Linked DNA regions of Gossypium hirsutum: region 2 is linked to region 1. A link is a contact called in public Hi-C data. All regions are on one chromosome and are shown on one strand. Each heading gives the region's core, a stretch centred on a gene start, on an enhancer-like site or on the middle of the called end of the contact. The rest is flanking DNA. Distances are from core to core; before and after follow the strand shown. Region 1 holds the start of LOC107891834 (serine hydroxymethyltransferase, mitochondrial). Region 2 holds the start of LOC107913395 (kinesin-like protein KIN-14B).

The links. A called contact is a pair of places that touch in the nucleus more often than the background predicts.
Region 2: a Hi-C map of leaf shows a contact between it and region 1, with 3 times the contacts expected there. The contact joins the promoter of LOC107913395 here to the promoter of LOC107891834 in region 1. A contact is called at or near these places in 2 of 34 Hi-C or Micro-C datasets (both in leaf).

Annotation. Positions count from the first base shown.
Region 1 is chrD11:31,093,402-31,100,818 of Gossypium_hirsutum_v2.1, forward strand. It overlaps LOC107891834 (serine hydroxymethyltransferase, mitochondrial), which reads right to left and starts at 4,487. Exons shown (of 15, transcript XM_041104035.1): 1 at 3,928-4,487; 2 at 3,792-3,842; 3 at 3,585-3,671; 4 at 3,157-3,278; 5 at 2,944-3,020; 6 at 2,667-2,791; 7 at 1,642-1,734; 8 at 1,413-1,505; 9 at 1,111-1,308; 10 at 858-1,028; 11 at 594-671; 12 at 358-469; 13 at 176-286. The coding sequence starts at 4,017.
Region 2 is chrD11:31,985,100-31,992,119 of Gossypium_hirsutum_v2.1, forward strand. It overlaps LOC107913395 (kinesin-like protein KIN-14B), which reads left to right and starts at 3,028. Exons shown (of 24, transcript XM_041104044.1): 1 at 3,028-3,503; 2 at 4,718-4,841; 3 at 5,707-5,793; 4 at 5,898-6,068; 5 at 6,216-6,322. The coding sequence starts at 3,273.

The sequences.
Region 1 (7,417 bases), core at 3,237-5,736:
TCTTTAAGATTTTCCTTCAGAGGATCGTATCCCCATAACTATGTTCACAAATGTGTTGAACACAGGTGCTTCAAAAAAGAAAAAGATCATCGAAGCAACATAGGTAGAATAACAAGCATAAGGCAAGAGACAGAGATAGAGGCTAAAATAGGAGGGAATAGAGGCTTGCAAAAACCTGTAGTTTCAGCCTTGATTTTAACTGCCAAGTTCACAGCAGCATCAAAGTATTCTGCTACCTTGACAAAGTCCTCCTCAACAAATCCCCTAGACGTAAGAGCCGGAGTTCCTGATATGCAACCAGATTTGTCAGAATAAGGTTATTCATGTGAGCACAACATTACTGGTAAAAGCCTTTACCCATCCTGATGCCACCAGGAACCATAGCAGACACATCTCCAGGTACAGTGTTTTTGTTTGCAGCAATATGAACTGCTTCCAATACCTTTTCAACCCTGGAGCCATCAATGCCCTGTAGAGACCATTCAATAAAAAGCATCTTACTAATGAAGAGCATTGTCTTGCACATAAGAACTTTTAAAGAAGATTTATTAATGTCTCTAAGTGGCCTGAGGACAAAAATGTCTGTCTCTTACCTTGTTCTTCAGATTAACCAAAACTAGATGATTCTCTGTTCCACCAGAAACAAGTTCGTATCCTTTTGCAGCTAGAGTCTGTAAATTGGGAAGATCTTGGTTGTTAGAACATTGGGCATTTAAGAATAGAGAACCCCATATGTTTATTGTTTAAAACCATCTAACATGTCCCTAAGAATGCCTCCTGTCATACTGGCTCATTCTAACAAGACATTTTCCATGCTTGGTTGCATAACAAGTTCTTCAACATCTTGTCAATGGTACCTGTGCAAACTTCGAGCAATTACTGAGAACTTGCTCTTGGTAGGCCTTGTACTCCGGAGTTGTTGCCTGTTTCAGTGCAACTGCTAGACCAGTAATTGTGTGGTTGTGCGGACCACCTTGAAGTCCAGGAAAGACAGCCTGATTGATTTTGTCTTCATAATCATACAGAACCTGCAGGGAAAAAGAGCACTAGTCTAAATCTTTGTGCCACTAACATCTTTGAAAGATGCAAAGTTTACTTTCAGCAGCTTACCTCTTTCCCTTGTTTGTTAATCCCTTTCACTCCCTTTCTGAAGAAAATCATGGCTCCACGAGGCCCACGAAGTGATTTGTGAGTTGTGGTGGTAACAACATCGGCATACTCGAAAGGTGAAGGGATAACACCGGCTGCAACCAAACCACTGATGTGTGCCATGTCTGCCAACATTATTGCTTTTTGCTTGTCACAAACCTGGTTATTGTGTAACAAATGCGACATTCAACGGGGTCTAGAACATGACGTATGATGAATTGACAACTCAACCAAATGGCTTAAGTAAATCAAAAGATGGTTACCTTTCGAATGCGTGCATAATCATACAGACGTGCATAAGCACTGGCACCAGCAACTATTAATTTCGGCCTGAAAAGAGTTGCACTCTTCTCCAACTGCAATTAAAAACTTTGATGTCAAGAAAATATTCTACCCGGAATCCAATCACACGCTGAAATTTTATCCGTTTTGAACGAGAAGGAAAGAAAGAAAAACTAAGAAGCTAGCACAGTTTGAAAACTGATAACATACCTGATCATAGTCGATATAGCCAGTGTTTTCATTCAGCCGATATGGCATTGTCTCAAAAAATATGGACACAGCAGATATCTTTTTGGTGTCCGTCTAAGCAATCACAAATGAAACCATGTAAGTTTAAAGCTGCAACCAGAAAAATACTGATACAAACAAGAAGAGTTCTTAAGGAACTGCTTTCAGTCATTTAAATCCACTTAAGCATCAGAGTATAGAGATGTGAATACATTGGCAATAAGGTGACACTTCCAGAAGAGAAAGAATGTTACATGCTTTATCATACTGCCGCACAAGAGATGAAAGATTCAAAAGCAGACCTTCAAATCTCAACTAACAGGCAAAATATGAGTGACGGTCTCAACTAGACAATCTGTTTCGGGAGAAAACTCGGAGAATATTACATGAGACTGGGACTTCGAAAGAGAACCATAAAAGTTTAAATGAGACAGAGAGAGAGTAAAGCTGACTGTCCAGCTTGGTGTTCTAAAACTTGTACTAGGTATCTGTTCTCAGAAATAACAATGCAAATGCATGGAAAGAAATCAAAATTGGGGCATAATTTCTTAATTATCACTACTATCTTTTAACTCTGTCCACCATTTTTCAGAAAACCAAATAAGAAGAAAAAGACATTCGGGAACAATCATCCATCCTTTTTAAGTAACTCCAGCAGTGGCTGAGGCAGATCCAACTGATGTTTGAATAGAATAATATCTAGCAATATAGCTTTAACACTTAATTGCTGATTGAGTCTTAGCTCAATTGGCATCGGTATTGTTGCCAGTGCAAGAGAACGTGGGTTTGGGTGCGCTGAAGCGCATTATCCTCTTTTTTAAGGGTTGGGGAGGAACTATGGGTAATTCTAGGCATTGTATAAAAAAACAAACACTAGGAATCGTGATGCTACAAGTTACTCAAAAAGAAAAAAAAGCTTTAGCAAAGTCATAGTGTACTTAATTACCGTCAGCAAGTAAACGAAAACATGTCAGTGAAACCAAATTACCAATGGGATTTTGGAGTACCTGATAACCATGAGAGAGATGACCACCATGGGGAAGATCAAGTGCCATAATTCTGTCATGAGGCTTTAAGAGTGCAGTGTAAACTTGAAAATTGGAAGGAGAACCAGAAAGGGGCTGCACATTCACTGCCATACAACAAAGTTCGATGAACATAGAAACCATGTCAGCAACCAAATGCTAATAAGGCTCAAAACAGAAACAAAAGCTCTTCCCAAAACGTGAAGCATCAACAAGTAACTAAATTTATAGCCATAATAAAATTAGACATATCTCTTACCTCCCCATTTTTCAGGATCTAACCTGAATGCTTCCAGAGCACGCTTCTGACACAATATCTCTGCCATGTCGATGTACCTAAAACATGAAACTTAAAATCACTCAAGCATCCAAGTATAACATAAATTTACTGATTCTGGTCAAATCAAACACCCAAAAACAATATATTGGTAATTGGTAGAATCAAAAAGAGCATGAAGAAAGATGAACTTACTCATTCCCTCCATAGTATCTAGCACCGGGATACCCTTCACTGTACTTGTTGGTCATGATAGACCCAACTGCTTGCATCACTGACACCGACGTGAAGTTCTCCGATGGAATGAGTTCAAGTCCCTTTGAAAACCAAACATGTTTTATTTCACTTAATTTAAAAATCTTAAAAACTTTATAATTTTAGCATGTTCATGCACTTAAATAAGTATTTCCTGATCATCAACAGTACATGTGATCTTAGTTTATCAATCAGTTTACAACAGAGTAGCCTAATTTATCTATTATCTGCTATGAAATTCAAATATGACTCTTAAAGTATTCTTTTATGCATCATTATTGAAATTCTTCTTTGAAAAAAAATTAGTTAACATGATATAAATGTGAAGGAAATGAAATTGAAAAGTTGGAACTTGGATAAGAAGGTACCTTCCATTGGCGCGCTTTTTCAAGTTCGATGATGTCAGCAATTTCAGGATCAACGGTTTCAAGTGGAGCATTCAGTTGCTTTGGCCACTGTATAGAAAGAAAGATTTAAAAATTTTTAATTGAATAGTTAAAGTGAAATAAAGAGAGTATTTTCAATCTAAAACTAAATAAACTGAAACTAGAATTCTTTTAAAAAAAGAAGTTTACAGTGACGCCAGGTTTCTCCTTCTCGTACACAGCTTCATTTGGCAAAGACGACTGCACTCACCAATTAAAAAAACAGATTAAAAAGGAAATGATTGCAGAAATTCCGAAGAAGAAGAAATGAAAGAGAAGAAGAAACCATGTAATAGAGGGAAGGGGCATTGAAGAAAGGACGGAGAGGCTTGTCAATGGAAGAGGAGAGTCGTCGAAGCGCCATTGCCATGGCCATTTTTGTTTTTCTTCTTGTTTTGGGTTGTGGAAGAAGGTAGTTAGTTGAAGTGGAGGTGATTCATATATGCAAAGCTTGTTTGTGGCATTGGGTGTGGGTAAGCTATTGGTGGTTGTAAATGGAATGACGATTTCTATTTTTATTTTAATTTTGTGGGTTAAAATATTCGGGACTTGGCTTTATTTTGGTTGCATCTCTGATTCTAAGACACTGTCCCTTGTCTCAATGCAATAATGCTGTGCGTCTCTAACGAGTAAGGATGGTGAATTGGGGGATGGTGATGAGAAGAAAACTAAGCCATGAAGGGCTTATCCAAACTCTCCCTTTCTTAGCCACAGAGATACATATTAGCTGATAAATATCTCAAACGTAAATTTGAGAGAGAGGGATTTGGCCACCGAAGGTCTGGACTGTTTCTCCTACAACTCTTTTGTCATTTTCGCCAACAATTTTGTATACCAATGTTAGTTGGACAAAAAAGCCTTACAATTTAGAAATCTAGAACACCATTGGGCTCCTAGTCGGTTTGTACAGTTAAATGTCAAACTATGTCGTTAGGCCCAAACTGAGTACTGGCGAGGCGGGCTTATGGCCACCTACACTGCACTCTAGATTTCCCCCCTTTGTCTTCTTGTTTAACCATCCATTACAGATCTAGTTTTACACAATAATTTTCGGCAAAATCATCAATCAACTATCAGTAAAATTTTATAGTTACACAATTTTAAAATGTTACAAAATAATTATCAAATTATTTGAAAGTCTTCATTTAAATCATTAGGTTATTAAAATTGTTGTTACATGACCATCTCTTTTCACATCTCTTGTCCTAATCAAAAGCTCTCTTTCTTCTTCTCTTTTACATTTAGTTTTTTTTTTCATAAAACAATTTTAAATGTCACGATACTCCAAATCAAAATTCAAAAACCTTTCTTCTTCGATTTTCAGCACTAACCGTCAATCAATTTGGATCTATGATATATTTTTCTACTCATTGATGAGTACTAATCTACCTACTGATTGTCAATTTGTTGCTTGGAGCTTATTAGTCGAATTTTAAAAAAAAAACTTAATAACTCCGTGACTTAAATAAAAAATTTTGAACAGTTCAGCCACTTAAACAAAAAATTTCTAATAATTTAATGATCATTTTGTAAGTTTTTGAAATTTAGTGACCAAAACGTACAGTTACTAATAATTTAACAACCTTGGATGTAGTTTACGCAATCTCTTTTTATAATTCTGATAGGTGGATTATTATTTAATAATTATTTTAATTTAAATTTAAAAATAAATTTATAGATATTAAATAATACATATTTGATGCAAATCATGCAACATAAATGGGTTTTTTACAATAATATTATAAAAAAAATAAAAATTTACGAAAATATTATAACTTTTTTATTTACCAAAATATATAAATTTTTTTATTTACCAAAATATATAAAAAAAACTAAAAAAATCAGATCGATGTGACAATTAACTTGTCACGCCAATGGTATTGGCGGCACCAAAGGTGCCAAAACCATTGGCGGCACCAATGGTGCCATACTAATTAGCGGCACCACTCGTATTATAAATACGACCTCTGTCCAGCTGAAGAGAGAAAAATCAAAAGAAAAAAAAAGAAGAAGAAGAGTTGGCGCGGAAAAGAAGAGAAAAAGAGAGAAAAAAAGGAGAAAAAAGAGGTATTTTTTTAAAAATAATTGATTATATTGTTGTTATTATTTTGTATATTTTGTAATATTTTTTGTTTTAATTTAGTTATTAAGATTAATAAAACTCAAAATAATAGTATTAGTTAGTATTATTGTTGTTGTTGTTGTTGTTGTTGTTGTTGTTGTTGTTGTTGTTGTTGTTGTTGTTAGTATTAAGATGTTATTAATGTATTAAGATGTAACTTAGTAATATTATTGTTAGAAGAAAACTAGTATTATTATTATGGTTACTTATTATTTTTATTTATGAAAATAAACTAGTTAGTAAAAAACTAGTATTATTATTATAGTTAGTTAGTTAGTTATTATTTTTAGTAAAATTAATAATTTTAGTGTGTATTATTTTGTGTATTATTTTGAGTATAATTTTTTTTAAGTAATTCAGTTACCGTTCAAGATTTTTTATGAGATTTTGTTTTTTTTATTTGACAGATTAAATATTGAAGATGGATGCTAAGTTTCTTGTATGCGTTTATTTCGATGGAGTCATATTGATAACAAGTGTTGGATGCGTATTTGAATGTCAGCAACAAATAGCAATGAGATTTAATAGAAATGTATCGTTCGATGAAATGAAGGCAAGGATTAATGCAAAAATCCATAGACATTGTGGGAGAAGGATATCAAAAATTTTCTACAAGTTTCCAGTTTCGACAAATCCGGTCAAATTCGTCGAAATGGAACTTGTAGACGACGAAGACTTGGAGACAATGGTCAATCTCTACTGTGGGAATAGGAGTGAGAAGAATGCACCGATTCACTTATTTGCTGAGTTAGTTGGTATGGAGCAAAATGCATCTGATGAAGAAGACGGGGCTGAAGAACCGCGGATGGTGGCTCCAATATCATACGTTGATAATGAATCAACTATGGGTGGGATCGGTATTGACCTGAATAGTACAACCGATGTTGACATGGTTGGTGGTGAAGAAGAAGGTGCCGGCGAAGAAGAAGGTGCCGACGAAGAAGAATGTGGTGGCGATAATTGGGATGAAGAGGTCGATAGTGACGCTGATCCCGATGTGGACGATGTACCTGATGATATTGACGCTGAAGATGTCAACAATGATGAAGGCATTAACGCTTCTTCGGTCTGGGAGCAGATGCGGCGTATTGTGATACACAATAATCCTGAGCCACACACAGCGTATGTATCTGAGTTTCCGGAGTACCCTGAAATAGTTCATTCTCACGGGCTAGCCGTAACATCTGATGATGATGAGTTATTCATAGGCCAGAGATTCAGCTGTAAAGAAGAGTGCGTATATGCCATTAAACGGTACAGCATGAAGATATCGGTGGATTATAAAGTCACCGTCTCTACTCAGACAATATATGTTGGGGAGTGTTGGAAGGCAGCGGAAGGCTGCAATTGGCGGGTACGAGCCGCATTCATTAGAAGTTCTCAGATGTGGGATATACGAAAATTTGTTGGTCCTCATATATGCACATCAACACGTATGACAGAAGATCATGGAAAACTTGATTCGAAAACTATTTGTACGTGTATCATGCCAATGGTGAAGGATATACCGACCATTAGAGTTTCGGTACTCATTGCGAAAATGCAAGCACGATTCCAGTATCGAGTTTCATATCGGAAGGCATGAGTAGCTAAACAGATGGCGATGGAGCAACTGTATGGGGATTACGATTCATCGTATAACGAGCTTCAAGGT
Region 2 (7,020 bases), core at 1,778-4,277, 890 kb after region 1:
CATTTGATTTCACTTATGGATATGAACATGTATGTCTAAGTATGTTTATCCATTTGCTATAATTTTATCATGTTATTTATCATTTTGTTCAACTTGTCCTTTGAGTTTATCATTAACTTGGTTAGCTATGTTAAAAAGGGGAAAAGTAAGTATGGTAATTTTCATTTACTAAGCATTTATGCTTATGCACCATTATCTTTATGCATAGATATTGATTTTGGATTTGTAAAGCCCAACTTGACCATCGAATCATCACACCATCAACAAAACTTTTGAGAGTCTGAAATTAACATATATGTAATTTGTGGCATGTACTTAAGGTGTCAATCCTTTGTATATATGCTAATTTCATATTTCATTACCTAATTAAGTATTTGAATGTTTAGTTACTAAGTTTGGAGTCTCATTTGATCAACTTAAACTTTCGTAATTGTACGAACTTTTGTTTATGTATGCATTTTCTCATTTTTACTTGAGCTAGTAAATGAATTATTACTAAACTTATTTTGGATGCATTCATGAGGTCCTAATATGTCTTTAATACTTACCTTGATGATATGTGAGAGTGGTTCCAGTAGAACATGTATTGAGATTGAGTCTTAGATGATTTCATGTGACCTTTTAAGTGTGTTTTGGGGTTACCTTGTTAGGAGGTGTTTTAGTATGTGTTTGAGGTGTTTTAAATTTGAATTTTTAGTCATCAAAACATCCAAGTCAATGAGAAAAAAAATGAATAGTTTCAGGGAGAAGTATCGATATTCCAGAGGTACCAATACCTCTATCCCTAGTTAAGCCAACTGCACTAGCTCGTTTTGACTCTTGGAGACTCATTTTGGGTCATGGACATTTCTGAATCTTTTGTAAATGATGTTAGGATGTTTTACGGGTTTCAAAATGATTTTATCCCAATTTTATGATTATATTCAAATTGTTTCAAAGTTTAAATTGTTAAATATTTTTGAAATTATCACTATGTATGTGTTTTGGTGGCATCTCCCATCTGTATCGAATGCCGGAACAGGTGAGGGGTGTTACAAATTTCCATAACTTGAAGCCTTTAGGTAGAGGGTCATTAACCTTAAGCACCACCTTTAATCTCATAATCTCGTTTCAGTTGAAATTATCCTTATTAGTTTTGAAATCCACTATTGTAACTTTGAAGAATATCTTCTAATCTTTAGTAATTTTTCCTTGATCCTTTGCTAGATAGGTACCTTGTGGATTTATACCTAGGACTCAAAAGTTGAAAAGTCAATATCTTCTTTGTTATCTCCGTTCTACCACTCTCTAGGATCAAGTGACAATCCATGAAAGACGAAGGAGTAAAGCACAAAAAAATTTTATTATCCCTTTTTTTTTTGAAAATGAATACGAGTATGTTTCATTCGAAATCATGAACCTCAAAAAGACCCTCAAAGAGCCACACATTCTTTAGAATCATCATTGGTCTCGTTCTAACTTCTTTATTCGGAACTACTTTTTTTACTTGATAGAGTTTCCTGACTCAATCATCGATTTTGGCATTTGCCTTTAGATAAATCACGATGAGTTTATTTTTAAGGTTTTTGCTCACAATATCATTCACAACATCCTTGTTATCGTTATCTAGAGCAATGCAAACTAGCAAAATAAGAGAATGGAACGGAAATATGTTGAAAAACTAGAAAGTGACTTATGCTATGTTTGGTTAATTGTTACTAGTGTAATAAGATGAAGAAAAAGTTTACAATTAACCAATAACTAAAACATGTAAAAATATATTACTTTAATCAAACGTGACATTAGAGTTTAAATGGAAAATCAAAAGAGAGGTGATTATAAATAAGAAAGAGATCACCGAGAGAATCAACAACCATAGAAGATTTCACAGAGATGGAAAAAGAGATTTGTAATTCATGTTAAGAAAACTTATGAAAAAGCTACTTGGTATTGCAATGATAGTAAGAAAAGCAATACGTCAGAAACTAAGAAATCATTTATAGAAAAATAAAATGTCTGCATCTACACTCAAAATATGATGATGTTCATCATCATTTCAAAAGATGGTGCCACCCATCCCTTTTTATTATTTTATCACAGCCTTTTTAATTCTTTAATAAGAAACTAATAAATTCTTTGTACCCCAAAAAAAAAAAGAAAAGAAAAGTTGATAAAATCTGATTTCAAATGCATGCTATAAAGAAAATTAGCCTTTCAGTGTTTTTTTTTGGGTAAATAGGAATGTTTGAAAGGGTGAGGCGGGTTTTGCCATATCCAAAAGGAACAAAGCCTGCCAACAAATTAAAAAAAAGAAAATCATAGAAACATGTTTTTGCCAGCTCATCCTGCAAACACACATAATTTTGCTCTCAATAAACTCACCCATGACCCAACCACAAATAACTTATAAAAAGCTTTCAAATTTTGGGATAAAGAACAAACAATTCACAGGCAGTTTTCTTGTGTTGTCCGTAGATCAAATTTATCCGTCTTTCAAAAGTTTTGGATTAACCATACCTAATTCATCATCGTGTGATTTATTTATTTATTTTAAAAAATTCAGGTAATATTTAAATTTGATATATGATAATACTTCTCACAATTGATTTAAGGATATGTTTTTATAAAAAAATAATTTATTTTTGATGGATGATGAATTTATATTATTGGTTTTACTTTTTAAAAAGCTCAATTGTTATTTAATTATTTAACAAGATGGATAACATTAATTGATCCGTTATGTATATTATAGATTTCAAAATAAATATAATAATAAAAATGTGGAAGGGAGGGGGCAGAAATTTGGATTGGACAAAAAATTAAAACCAATACAAAATTGAGTTAAATGTTGATCCAACACATTTATGAACAGATGTTTGGACACGCTGAAGCATAAGAAATCACACGCTCCCTCTCTATTTAAAAGAAAAACAAACAGTCTGTGGTGCGTGAGAGCGATTTCCGAACCATTTCCAAACGCACATTTGATTGCGTCTGAAATTGTCCCACATAATTGTTCCCTTCATAAAGTTTGGAAAATGACTACGTTTTACGCCCAGTCCCACCCGTTTCCCCCATCCCCTCGTTTATAATCCCCAAAGAGGGAAAAATTAAAAATAAAATTGAAAAATTAAAATTAAAATTAAAATTAAAATGAGCCAAACATAGCTCATCGGGAACGCAGCATTTACATTACTGCTACTACTACCACTAGATTTTGAAAAACCCCTGCCTCTTTTTGGATATTATTTTTTTGAGCTTTTATTCATTTTTTCCCCAATTTGTTTGGGGCGATGGGGGAGCAGAAGAGTAGCAACAATAACCGGTGGAACTGGGAGGTGAGTGGCTTCGAGCCACGGCGGACGTCGCCGTCGTCTCCGGAGGACCTACCTAGGGCCAGTGTTGCGCCGTTGATGCGACGGTACTCGATCTCGGCTGCCTCCTCGTTGGCTTCGCCGTTTTCTTCGGAATTTTCTAAGCAGGCTTTGGCTTCTAAGGTGCTCCGATTGAAGGATAAAGTTAAGGTAACGGTGTGAATCGGCTTCGGATTGTCAAAGTTTTCGAGTGATTAGTGTTTTAGCTGGTAACTTGTTCCGATGGAGTTGAAGAAGTCGCTTTAGTCTATCAATGTGATTTTAACTAAGCTCCGTTTTTAGGAATTAACATGCAGTGTTTTTGAGTAGTTTGTTTTAATCTATAAATTTTAACAAATACAACTAGAATATGCTTTTTTAATGTCATTTTCTGGAAGATTAGGTTTGCTGGGAAATTGATCCAAATTCAATGGAGGAGCTCAAAACTGTATAAAATTTTAATGGCAAATTAGAATTTGGATTTGATGAACCACAACTTGGTCATCAGTTTCTGGAATGTGAATTGCTGTTCATGCAGAAAACTCAGTTAGTTGAGAATGTTTAATACTGGTCGCATTCTTGCTACACAAGCTTCGGATCCTTCTTGATGATCCAAATTGTGTTGGTTTCAACTGTTGTAAGATTGTGCATTGTGTCAAATGTCGATTGGGATGCCCCTTTTTATGATATTTGAGTGGACTTTGTTGCCCAGTATTTGGATGAAAAGAAAAGTTTTCCCCTCCTATCCTATATGGCAATTTTATGATAGTTCTGTGGAAAACTTCTAATACTGATAATGAATCTTTGACATAATGCATGTGCTGATCTTGAGGGACAACAACACGAGCCATTACCAAACAGTGGCTTGAGAATAGCAAATGAAATAGCTGGCTGACAATTCAAAAGTCAATTAATCTAATGTTAATATACTCCAAGGTCTGGCTTATTTTTCTTGGGAAGCCATTAAGGGATCTGTGCTCTGGTTTTCGGATGTGATACTTGTCTTTGATTCTATTAATAAATGAGCTTCTATATTATTACCTAAGTTTTGTTGTATCTCCTTGGTCTGAAAAGATAGCATATGGATTAGGTGATTGCTTGGGTTGAAGTTGATTACGAAATTTTGAGTGAATAATTTTGACTCTTGTCATATGCATTCAAGCTTTATGAAAGAACAGTTTTGGAAATCCTTAATTTCTCTGGTATTTTCTGAAGTCTGAAATAATGATTGGTAACATATGATGTCTTTGATGTTAGAAGCTTTTTTGGGGTGGGACTAAAGCAAAAATTGTTTTGGCTCACTATAGTAATTTAGTAAGCATTCTGGGTTTTATCATTGTAGTGTCTTGTGTTTGATGCATTTTTTTATTACATTAATTTGGCAGCTTGCAAAAGAAGACTACTTGGAGTTGCGACAGGAAGTTAATGATCTGCAGGAATATTCAAATGCTAAACTCGATCGACTTACACGTTACCTAGGTGTTCTTGCTGATAAAACTCGTAAACTAGGTAATATATTAAGGTTTAGTGGCAGTTTGTTTGGGTTACGTTCATGAATTCCTTATGCTTCAGCTATTTTAGTGCTTGGTTTGCATGTCTAATGGTATATTCCAAAGATTCTTCTCCGGGGTTTGGTTTATTTGTAATCACCTTGTAATTTTTAGAAGAAACATTGTGCTATTTTTTCCTGTTGCCTATGATTTTGTGCTCATGAGATGAATTTTGAGATAAAAATTTAAAGAAAAAAGTTAAAAGTGCTTTATGTTGACCCCTTGTCCAAAAAGAACAAAGGGGATCCAAAAATGCTTTTAAAAGAAGCACTAAGAAGAAATAAGGAGAGCAAAAGAAATTAGTTGTTTGGTTAAAAACAGTAAAAAGGATAAAGAAAATAAATTCTTTATTTCCTTTATGCATGTTGCAGGAGTTGTGTCACCCTTGTTTTAATGCCTTTTATTGGAAGTTTGCTGCTGAAGCATGGAAATATAACCACTAGGGAAGCTAAAATGTGGTAACGTCATAAATGTTTGGTAATATGGATATGGTAATCAACCAAAGCATTATGAGGGTCTCCTGTTTATCCACAATTTTATGCATTTGATGGTGAATGGTGTGATTTTGTTTTGTTAGGTTTGTCTTCAATTTTTTTTGTTTGATAAGATCATTCAAGAATTTGTATTCTATTTGACAATAAAAGAAAGGTGGGAAAGCAAAGTAAAGAGCATCATATCTTAAAAATATAAATTACTGCAAATTGATAAAATACCTGTATACTCCAAATGGTTACACTATTGCCCCTTCATTTCAAGATTTTGTTGTTGCTGAGTTCTATTACTTCTATTGATGGTTATAAATTGTCTCTAAATATAAATGGCAGATCAATTTGCCCTTGAAAGTGAGGCTAGAATATCTCCGTTGGTCAATGAGAAGAAAAGGTTGTTTAATGACTTATTGACAGCCAAAGGTACTTTCCAACTTTGTACTTTCCAACTAGCATGTATTATTTCTATCTGTTTTTCATGTCATGATGATAGTACTTTTCTTTGAGAAATGAGATTCTTTTTTCAGGAAACATAAAGTTATTTTGTCGGACAAGACCACTTTTTGAAGATGAAGGTCCTTCAGTTGTTGAATTTCCTGATGAGTGTACTATTCGTATAAATACCGGTGATGATACAATTGCCAACCCCAAAAAAGATTTTGAATTTGACAGGGTTTATGGGCCTCATGTTGGACAAGGTTAGTACCGTTTCTTTTATTAATTTAAGAAAGAAGGAATTGACCAGAATTTGTGACTGTCAAAATATCTAATTTACTTTTTTATTGCTGGTAGTGGTTATACATGTTAGTTAAAACAAGAGTATAATGACATATGTTTCTCTGTAGCTGAGCTGTTCAGTGATGTTCAACCATTTGTGCAATCAGCCTTGGATGGATATAATATTTCCATATTTGCTTACGGACAAACTCAGTCAGGAAAGACACACACCATGGTTGTTTCCCTCTATTTCTCTCTCTACATGTGTGTCATATGTGCATGTGCTCTTGCACTATGTCTATGTATCTATCTATAAGATCAAAACTAGAATTGCTATGCATTTACTTGGGATAAAATGGCGAATTACCATCTTATTAGATAATCTCTCTCTCTCTTATTATTTTTAATTTTTTTTCTTATAAATATGTTTGATACATTAGTTTGATGGTTAAGATATTCATGTTTGCCACTAGTGGCTCTCACTTCCTCCAATGGAGCATCTTGTATCACTAGTTATGCCTTTTTAGGCCTCTTAAATCTGTCAACTGCTTGTACTTCTTTCAATTTTTCTTGTATTGGGACTTTGCTGCATTTGGCTTGTCTGTCTGTATAATTAGAATGACTAGTGATTACTTTAGACGGTTTGATGATTCATCATTGATATGATATGTCTTTAATTATTTTAGTCTGTATTATGCCTTTCTAGGCCTCTCAAATATATCAATTGCTTCTACTTTTCAATTTTCTTATATCGAGACTTTGCTGCATTTGGCTTATTTCTTTGTATATAGAATGACTAGTGATTACTTTTGACGGATCGATGATTCATCATTATTTATATGATAGCCTTGTATCCTTTTTTTAATCTGTATTGCTATTTTTTTTCTTTCAAACTAAATGATTCCTGTCAAGAGTTGTTCACCTTTATTAGAG